2 separate regions of the Sus scrofa genome follow, and region 1 is linked to region 2. A link is a contact called in public Hi-C data. All regions are on one chromosome and are shown on one strand. Each heading gives the region's core, a stretch centred on a gene start, on an enhancer-like site or on the middle of the called end of the contact. The rest is flanking DNA. Distances are from core to core; before and after follow the strand shown. Region 1 overlaps EXOC6 (exocyst complex component 6). Region 2 overlaps IDE (insulin-degrading enzyme).

What was found. A called contact is a pair of places that touch in the nucleus more often than the background predicts.
Region 1: a contact with region 2 is called in a Hi-C map of alveolar macrophages, with 6 times the contacts expected there. The contact joins two enhancer-like sites. A contact is called at or near these places in 1 of 5 promoter capture datasets (liver), 14 of 47 Hi-C or Micro-C datasets (alveolar macrophages, embryonic fibroblasts, epiblast stem cells and 7 more) and 1 of 2 datasets of contacts at active chromatin or transcription factors (alveolar macrophages).

Annotation. Positions count from the first base shown.
Region 1 is chr14:104,365,681-104,369,651 of Sscrofa11.1, reverse strand. The region is part of intron 1 of EXOC6 (exocyst complex component 6); the gene reads right to left. Among named protein-coding and RNA genes, the nearest start is that of EXOC6, 41 kb to the right of the region's middle. Within about 2 kb of position 1,546, at least 11 of the 83 cell types and tissues checked have an H3K27ac peak or open chromatin away from gene starts, as enhancers often do. A contact at or near this core is called in alveolar macrophages, where this site is marked.
Region 2 is chr14:104,043,583-104,047,348 of Sscrofa11.1, reverse strand. IDE (insulin-degrading enzyme) reads left to right here. Exons shown (of 25, transcript XM_001925381.7): 5 at 1,444-1,566. Among named protein-coding and RNA genes, the nearest start is that of IDE, 61 kb to the left of the region's middle. Within about 2 kb of position 2,333, at least 3 of the 83 cell types and tissues checked have an H3K27ac peak or open chromatin away from gene starts, as enhancers often do. A contact at or near this core is called in alveolar macrophages, where this site is marked.

The DNA of each region.
Region 1 (3,971 bases), core at 297-2,796, 320 kb before region 2:
GGCAAGACTATTCTCTGTGATTTTAATAAAAGTCATAAATCTTCGCCCCAGAAAACTGTACAAACACAACTACAATATATTCTTTGTCTCTAAGAACCACTGACCATTCACAAGGCTGGACAAGCAATATGGCCTCTTCTGACCAACAGTACTTTGCACCAGAAGCGTACAACTGATTCAAGATAGTTCAGTTAGACAGCTCTTTCAGGAATTTTGAACTGGAATTCAGACACAGCCATCTGTATGCGCTTGACTGACATATGGAAGCTGTAGGTGGTCATCCTCCTCAAGTACAGAGAGAAGGAGAGAAAGCCAGACTTCAGAGAACGAAGAAGACAGAGAGAAACATGGAGAAATGGAAAGAAATACTATCACTTCTTTCTTTCTTCTAGTCTTTTGAGAAGTAGGATTGCTGTGAGATACCCAGTAACCGTACACTATTTTTTTCCATAAGTTCATTCAAGTTGGTTTAGTAATTACAACTAAAATAAACAAAAATCTGTAACTAAGATATACATGCACATGTATGCACACACCTACACATACACAAACATACACACAAATTCCTTACAATTATAAGGAGTTGACAAATCACCTTATCTGACCAATACATTAGAGCATGTCTTCCCAAATGAAGAGGTTATACCACAATAATGATCATCTCAAACCTCATTCTAACTTTCTATCTATGCCATGATATAAAAAAAAATCCAAAAATAAAGTCATAGTTTAATTAAATAGACCCTTGAGGAAACGAACATGTCAAACAAGTCTCTAGGATAATAAGCGATAATAATATAATGCCATCTAGCTTTCATACAACATTTTTGCTTTTTCAAAACTTCCACAATATTGAATAGCTAAGTAAAGAATTCAGGATAAATGTCCTAAAATATCACTGTTAAGTATCTAAACCAAGTAGGTATTTTGTAGCTGTCAAGTAATGGAGAGTTTCTAGCAACTCTAACAACGTATAAACACAGAATTCAATTTTTTTCATTACAGAATGATTAAGATTTTTTTTGTTTACAAAATATTCACTCTTTTCCCATAAATATTTCATCTAGTTTGCCATATGCACTCTTAAATGTTTTATTAAGTAATGCCCAGGTGTTTCCTCTAATTCAACTGAAGACATTCTGTCAAACAATATTTTAAATGACAGAGTTAATATACTTTAATTTAAAAAAAAGGAAACAATCATATCTTAAAGAATCATACAATCTATCAAAGTATCAAGATAAATCAAAGTCAAAAAATAAAGGATGGCTTTCCATACATTTCTGATGTTGAATTTTACTTGCCTTGTTTTTCCTCTATGCACAATTTCTCAGACTTGTACTCACTAATAATATCCTGTTTCCCTGCACAGGAAAGAGTCTAGTGCAGTTTGTTAGTTAACATTACTTCCTATAACTAGGACTGACATTCTGTAATATTGACATTAACACTCACTGAAATTGGTTAACAACAAAGCATAATGATGATCGTTAATGGACATCCTCTATGGTGAAACCTGAACTGATAATCAGCTAACACAGATTTGCAATAGACTTCCTCCTTCCTGTTTTTACACTCCTGACGAAGGAGATGTCTCTTCCTGTTGACTTTTGCACTACTTGATAAAAAGCTAAAGATGAGAAATGGAAACTCTTAACATGTATAAATTTAATTTCTCCTCTAGGAAGGATAACAAGTTGCTAAATAAATTTTAATTCGAAAAGCTTAAACAATTAATCAGATTAATGAATGCAGATGTAGACTGCCTCCCTAGAAGAATGTAGAAAATTCAACAAAAACATCAAACTGTCTAGAGCAGATCTAAAGTGCAGCAGTTTGCTTAGCAGCTTAAGAGATGATCTATATACTGCTACCAAAGTCCTTCTCAGGAGTATTCATTTACAATCAAGGGGAAATTCACTTAAGATTGACTTCTCAGCAAAGCAGCCAAAAACAAAAAACAAAAGCAAACAAAAAAACCACCATTCACCATGGAAAATAAAACAGAAAATTAATTGAATTCTACACTTACAATTTGTGCTTTACGCTAAAAACTATAGTTCAAAATGTAGATATAACATTAATATTTATAGACCCCAAACTTTAGCAACAAACTTTTATAAAGCAGAAACTATAAGAGATGTGAGAAGAGACTGTAACAAATTAAAAAGTAGGACACTAACATACCTCTCAATTTAAGAAAGGTGAAAAACAATATGAGGCCTTAAAGTACATAACCAACTTGGTTAATAAGGAGTCTGTGTGTAAAACTGAGAACCCTAATAAAAGAGAATATGCTTTCTTTCTAAGAGTACATGAAACACTCAAGAAAACTAACCATATATTAAGCCACAAATAAAATCTCAGTAGAGTTCCCTGGTAGCCTAGAAGTTAAGAATTAGGCACTGTCACTGCTGCAGCATGGGTTTGATCCCTGGCCCCAGAACTTTCTCATGCCACAGGCATGACCAAATGGAGAAAAAAAAAAAAAAAAAAGATTTACCTAAATGAAGTGTAATAAAATTAAAAATTAAAAGCAAATTTTTAAAAATAAAAAAGACTACATCTGGAAACTTTTTAAAAAATGCACCACTAAAAAACTATTGGATCAAAGGGAAAATATTAAAATAAAACAGCAGAATTTCTTTAAAATGGCAAGGAAAACATCAGAATATGTGAGATACAGCTGTATCAGTCATTAGAGAAACATTAATAGCATGAAATAATTACCTCAATAAAATAAATGAAACAAGTGCAAAATACAAAAAGCTAGAAAAACAATAAATTAAATCAAAAGAAACAGAAGAAATAAATCATTAAATATGAAAGGAATGCTTTTATATTTAATGAAAACAGAGAATTAATGAAATGAATAAATCCCAAGACAAGAGAAAATTAGTGGAATGAATAAATCCCAAGACACATCTTTTTTTTTAAATCAACAAATCAGACCAACCCAGTGAACCTAATCATGAATAAAAAAAGAATGAAATCACAAACCATCAAAACAGAAGAAATTTTAATGTAAAACTATATTTGCACAACTCTACTCAAATAAATTTGAAGGGATAATTTTCAAAAGAATACAGCTTACATTATAGAGACAGAAAATTTAGCACAGACCACTTATCACAAGAGAAATAGAGAAAGGAGTTAAGGGACTCTTCTAAAAAAAAAAAAAAAATAGTCAACAGACCCAATTGATTTCATAAGGTAATTCTAACAAAACTTTAAAGATCACATGATAATCAATACTAATTATATCATTCCAAAGCATAGAAAAAGAAAGGAAATTTCCAATTTAATGAAGTGAGCACAACATTGATTTGAAGACCTGAGAAAGACTACACCAAAAAAGAAAACTACAGACCATCTCACTTACAAATATCAATACAAAATCTTGGAAAGCGTACACACAAACAGAATCTAACAGCACACCAAAAGAGTAATTTATCATGACCCAATGAAATTTATTGTATGAAGACAGGAATATTTCAAAAATAGGAAATGCATTAATAAATTCAGTCATACTAATGGAGCAAAAGGATAAAAATCATATGACCACCTCCATATGGAGACACAGAAAAGACATCTGACAAAATTCAGCAATTTCATGTTAAAAATACTAAATAATATTTTCCCCCAGAATAATAAAATATAAATAATATAAGTATCTCAGCCCAAAAGCCAGAGTTTTCCTTAATGAGAAAACACTAAAGGCTTTCCTACTAAACTCCAGGCGGGGGGAAAAAAAATGCTCACTGTCTCAACTACTGTGTTGCAATTATTAAGCTACAGCAATCTATGGTATATGAAGTGAAATGGAATACTATTTCTAAATACAGATTATAAAATTACATTCCAAGAAAACCCATAAGGAATCAATGGGGAAAAAATTACTACAAACAATAAGGAAATTTAATAAAGAGGTTAAAACTTAACATACAAAGATTACCAACATTCACATATAT
Region 2 (3,766 bases), core at 1,084-3,583:
CAGGTAGAATGAGGGGATGTTTTAGGACCTCAGAGTACAGCAGATCGGGAATTGAATTGGATCTTCAGTGAAACTGAGAGGGCTAGTGAAGAACTTAGAAACTGGACCAGCAGGCTACTGCTGGTGAATATGAGTACATTAGATTGTTCTCTGACTAAAAAAAGGTTAATGAGGTTAATAGATGCAAACTATTGCCTTTGGAATGAATAAGCAATGAGATCCTGTTGTATCGCACTGGGAACTATATCTGGTCACTTATGAGGGAGCATGATGGAGGATAATGTGAGAAAAAGAATGTATATATATGTATGTGTGACTGTGTTTCTTTACTATAGAAAATTGACAGAACAGTGTAAACCAGATATAATGGAAAAAATAAAAATCATTTAAAAAAAAAAAGGTTAATGTGTACTTGCTGGGCTGTTTCTTGCACACTCCACTAGATAAGTTGATTGAAGTCTTCTGGGGCATAAATCTTGGCTCAGAGTACTATGCAGCTCTAAAGCTGAAGACTGGGTCTGAGAACGCCATCTGGTGGCTCTCTCTAGATAACTCATTTAGTGAAAGAGGGACTCTGCCAGTTCATCAGCCATTATAATAACCCAAGGGGGGAGAAAACACATCAAGAATGTGATCTGCCATAGTTTCATCTCTACAGATCAAAGACAGGAGCTCATTTAATAGTATAAGCAGGAGCAATAATACAAGTTATTATACTAGGATCTTAGGATATTTCTAGTCAAGATGCCATTTTCAGAGAGTTGTCAGTCATTGAAATTCCACCTCCCAGTCTTTAAATGACAAGATCTTTATTAGAAAGGTAGTACTTAGAGACTTTGACTGTTTGCTTTAGACATGCATATTTTATTCTGACTGAATTAGTTGTTAATTTCATAAGAGATCTCATAGTGGCACACTCTTGCATCACTTGAGACCTACAAAAATAGCATTGCATCCTATTTTTACCAGTCTAGGTCAAATCCATGAGAACTCACATCACAGATTTAATGCTTCAGCCAAGAATAGTACATTTCTTTCCACAAGTAACCTGGCAAGTTCCAAAAAGATCCCTCAGTGACTATGTTCAATTAATTATGGAGCACACAGGGAATTGGAAATTAAAAGAAGTGTGAATGGAGGCTCTGTGAATCTCATTTTGTCTTATAAGTGCTTGTAATCTGACTATCTCATAGGAATTTTAGGAAACATAATTCTTATAAAGCCCTTTAAGTTCTTGAGGGAAAACTGTAGACTAAGAGGTTACTAGTTTGTACTGTACTGTCCTGTTTATCCAGGTTATGATCAGGCATATTTGTCTAATCATTATATGTGTTTCTTTGAACTCTTTTTAAAGTTTACCTTATGGTAATGTCAGGAATAATTACACAACTTTAAAGTTCACCTATTTTGCTTTTTCTCAGAAATGTTTTTCCTTCCTCTCAGGTAATAAATATACTCTAGAGACTAGACCAAACCAAGAAGGCATTGATGTAAGACAAGAGCTGCTGAAATTCCATTCTACTTATTATTCATCCAACTTGATGGCTATTTGTGTTTTGGGTCGAGGTAAGAAGCCTTAAAATTGTCTCATAGAATTGGATAATCTGGGTTTTACATTTTGGCTTTTACAGAGTATTGGAAGAATGATATAAGATATTTCATCTACTCAGAGGCTTTTTAAAAAACAAAAAAAACACCAAAAAAACGCTGCACCCACAGCGTATGGAAGTCCCCAAGCTAGGGATCAAATTGGAGCTGCAGCTTCCAGCCTACGCCACAGCCACAGCAACACCAAATCCAAGCTACATCTTCAACCCACACTGTGGTTCATTGGCAGCACCAGATATTTAACCCACTGAATGGGGCCGGGGATTGAACGCTCATCCTCATGGATATTAGGTTTGTTATCACTGAGCCACAATAGGAACTCCCTTAAATTTTTGTCTTTCTTTCCTTTTTTTTTTCCCCACTCAAAATCTTTTGAAAATGATCTCCTTGTTGGAGAATATATGGAGGGGAATTTTGTTTTTAACTCACTGTGTTCTAAAACAAAGCCTACCTAGGCTGGTGTTCCCTTGGTGGCTCAGTGGATTAAGGATCCGGCATTGTCACTGCCGTGGCTCAGGTCACTGCCGTGGTGAGGGTTCAGTCCCTGGCCTGGTAACTTACACATGCCGTGGACACAGCCAGAAAACAAAAACAAAAACCCAAACAAACAAAAAATATCTGTATCATTTCAATAAGCACTTATTGGGCAAGTAACAGTGACAACAAATGACTCAGACATGAGCCCTGCCCTCAGCGTTCTTAGTGGAAGAGTCGGGAGGATCTAAAAGAAACAAAGAGTGTCTTTGTTTCAGTTCCCTCTCTCAGTGTGACTGACCTATGTTCAGCTCAGTGGATTGGATGGCAGGTCTGGAAGAGGGGTCCTTACAGTACAGTGATGTGCGGAGGAAGTGGGCTCTCTTAGAGGATTAATGGATAATCCTCTCCTTCTTCTAGGAGGAGGGGAGAGGAAGAATAACCATGTGGAAGGATCTCTGTCACAAAGAGACAAAAAAGTTTTTCTCTGTTCTCCCATGAGGCCATCCCTCTAGTTGTGGCAGCACCAGTTACCTGGACACTTGACAAATAGGTAACTGTCAAGTAGAGACCCTAGGATTGCCAAGTCCCGGTGATGTAAAGATGAATGGGACTCTGTTCCCTGATCTCTGTAGCTCACAGCTAAGCGGTGAAGACAGACGGTGCATTATCAAACAGCAGCCTTACCTTTAAAAAGCTGCAGTGTGAATTTGTGCTTTTAGGGTAGAAATACTCAAAAAGGAAAGGCATACTTGGTAGAACCTTCCTCTAAAGGGTCTTGCTGTCATCAGCACTTCAGGTGGACGAATCATCATTGACCACCCACCTGTTTCCCGTTGCATGTCCCCTCTGTGTCTTTTATGTCAGATGTCTCTCGCTCCAAATGCATCTGCTTCATTCCTCAGTTCACTGTCATATAACAAGCAGCTATGGGTTGGTCTTTTATTTGGCTCTGGACATCTTGGGGTCCTTCCAAGAAACTGAAGTAAAAATACATATGTTTTGCTCAGTGGATTAAGGATCTGGTGTTGCTGCAAGCCACGAGGTAGGTCGCAGATATGGCTAGGATCCTGAGCTGCTGTGGTGTAGGTCAGCAGCTGCAGCTCCAATTTGACCCCTAGCCTGGGAACTTCCACATGCCACAGGTGTGGCCCTAAAAAGAATAAAGGAAAAGAAAAGTACATGTTTTATAAATAAAGTGCACATGCCCACAGGCTTAAGCCTAAAAGAGAATTTCTTACTTTATCTGGACAATTCTCACATGATTAAGTGTTTTTAGGGAGTTTATGGAGAAGTTCAAAATGGGTCGTAGAATATCAAGGAAAATTTCTTATTTGATTCAAATGCTTCCTGACAGTAACAAGTGATGAATGTTTATACCATTTATAAATAACCTATTTTTGAGGAGATAGAGTCAAAGTGAGTAGTTGTCTTGTTTATAAAAAGATAACCTTGTCTACTATTTCCTTTAGAATAGTAGTAGTATATGTGCACAGAAAAAAAATTATCCCACAAAGAAAGTATTAAATGGAAATCAGTTTCTTCTTTATCCCATCTTATGACCTATATGCCCTCTTCTCAGAGATAGTCACCGTAGATGATTTTTTGTTATACTTCCAAAAGTAGAATTTTATTAATATACTTGTATTTTTGTATCTGTTAAAATAATTAAATGAGATTATAC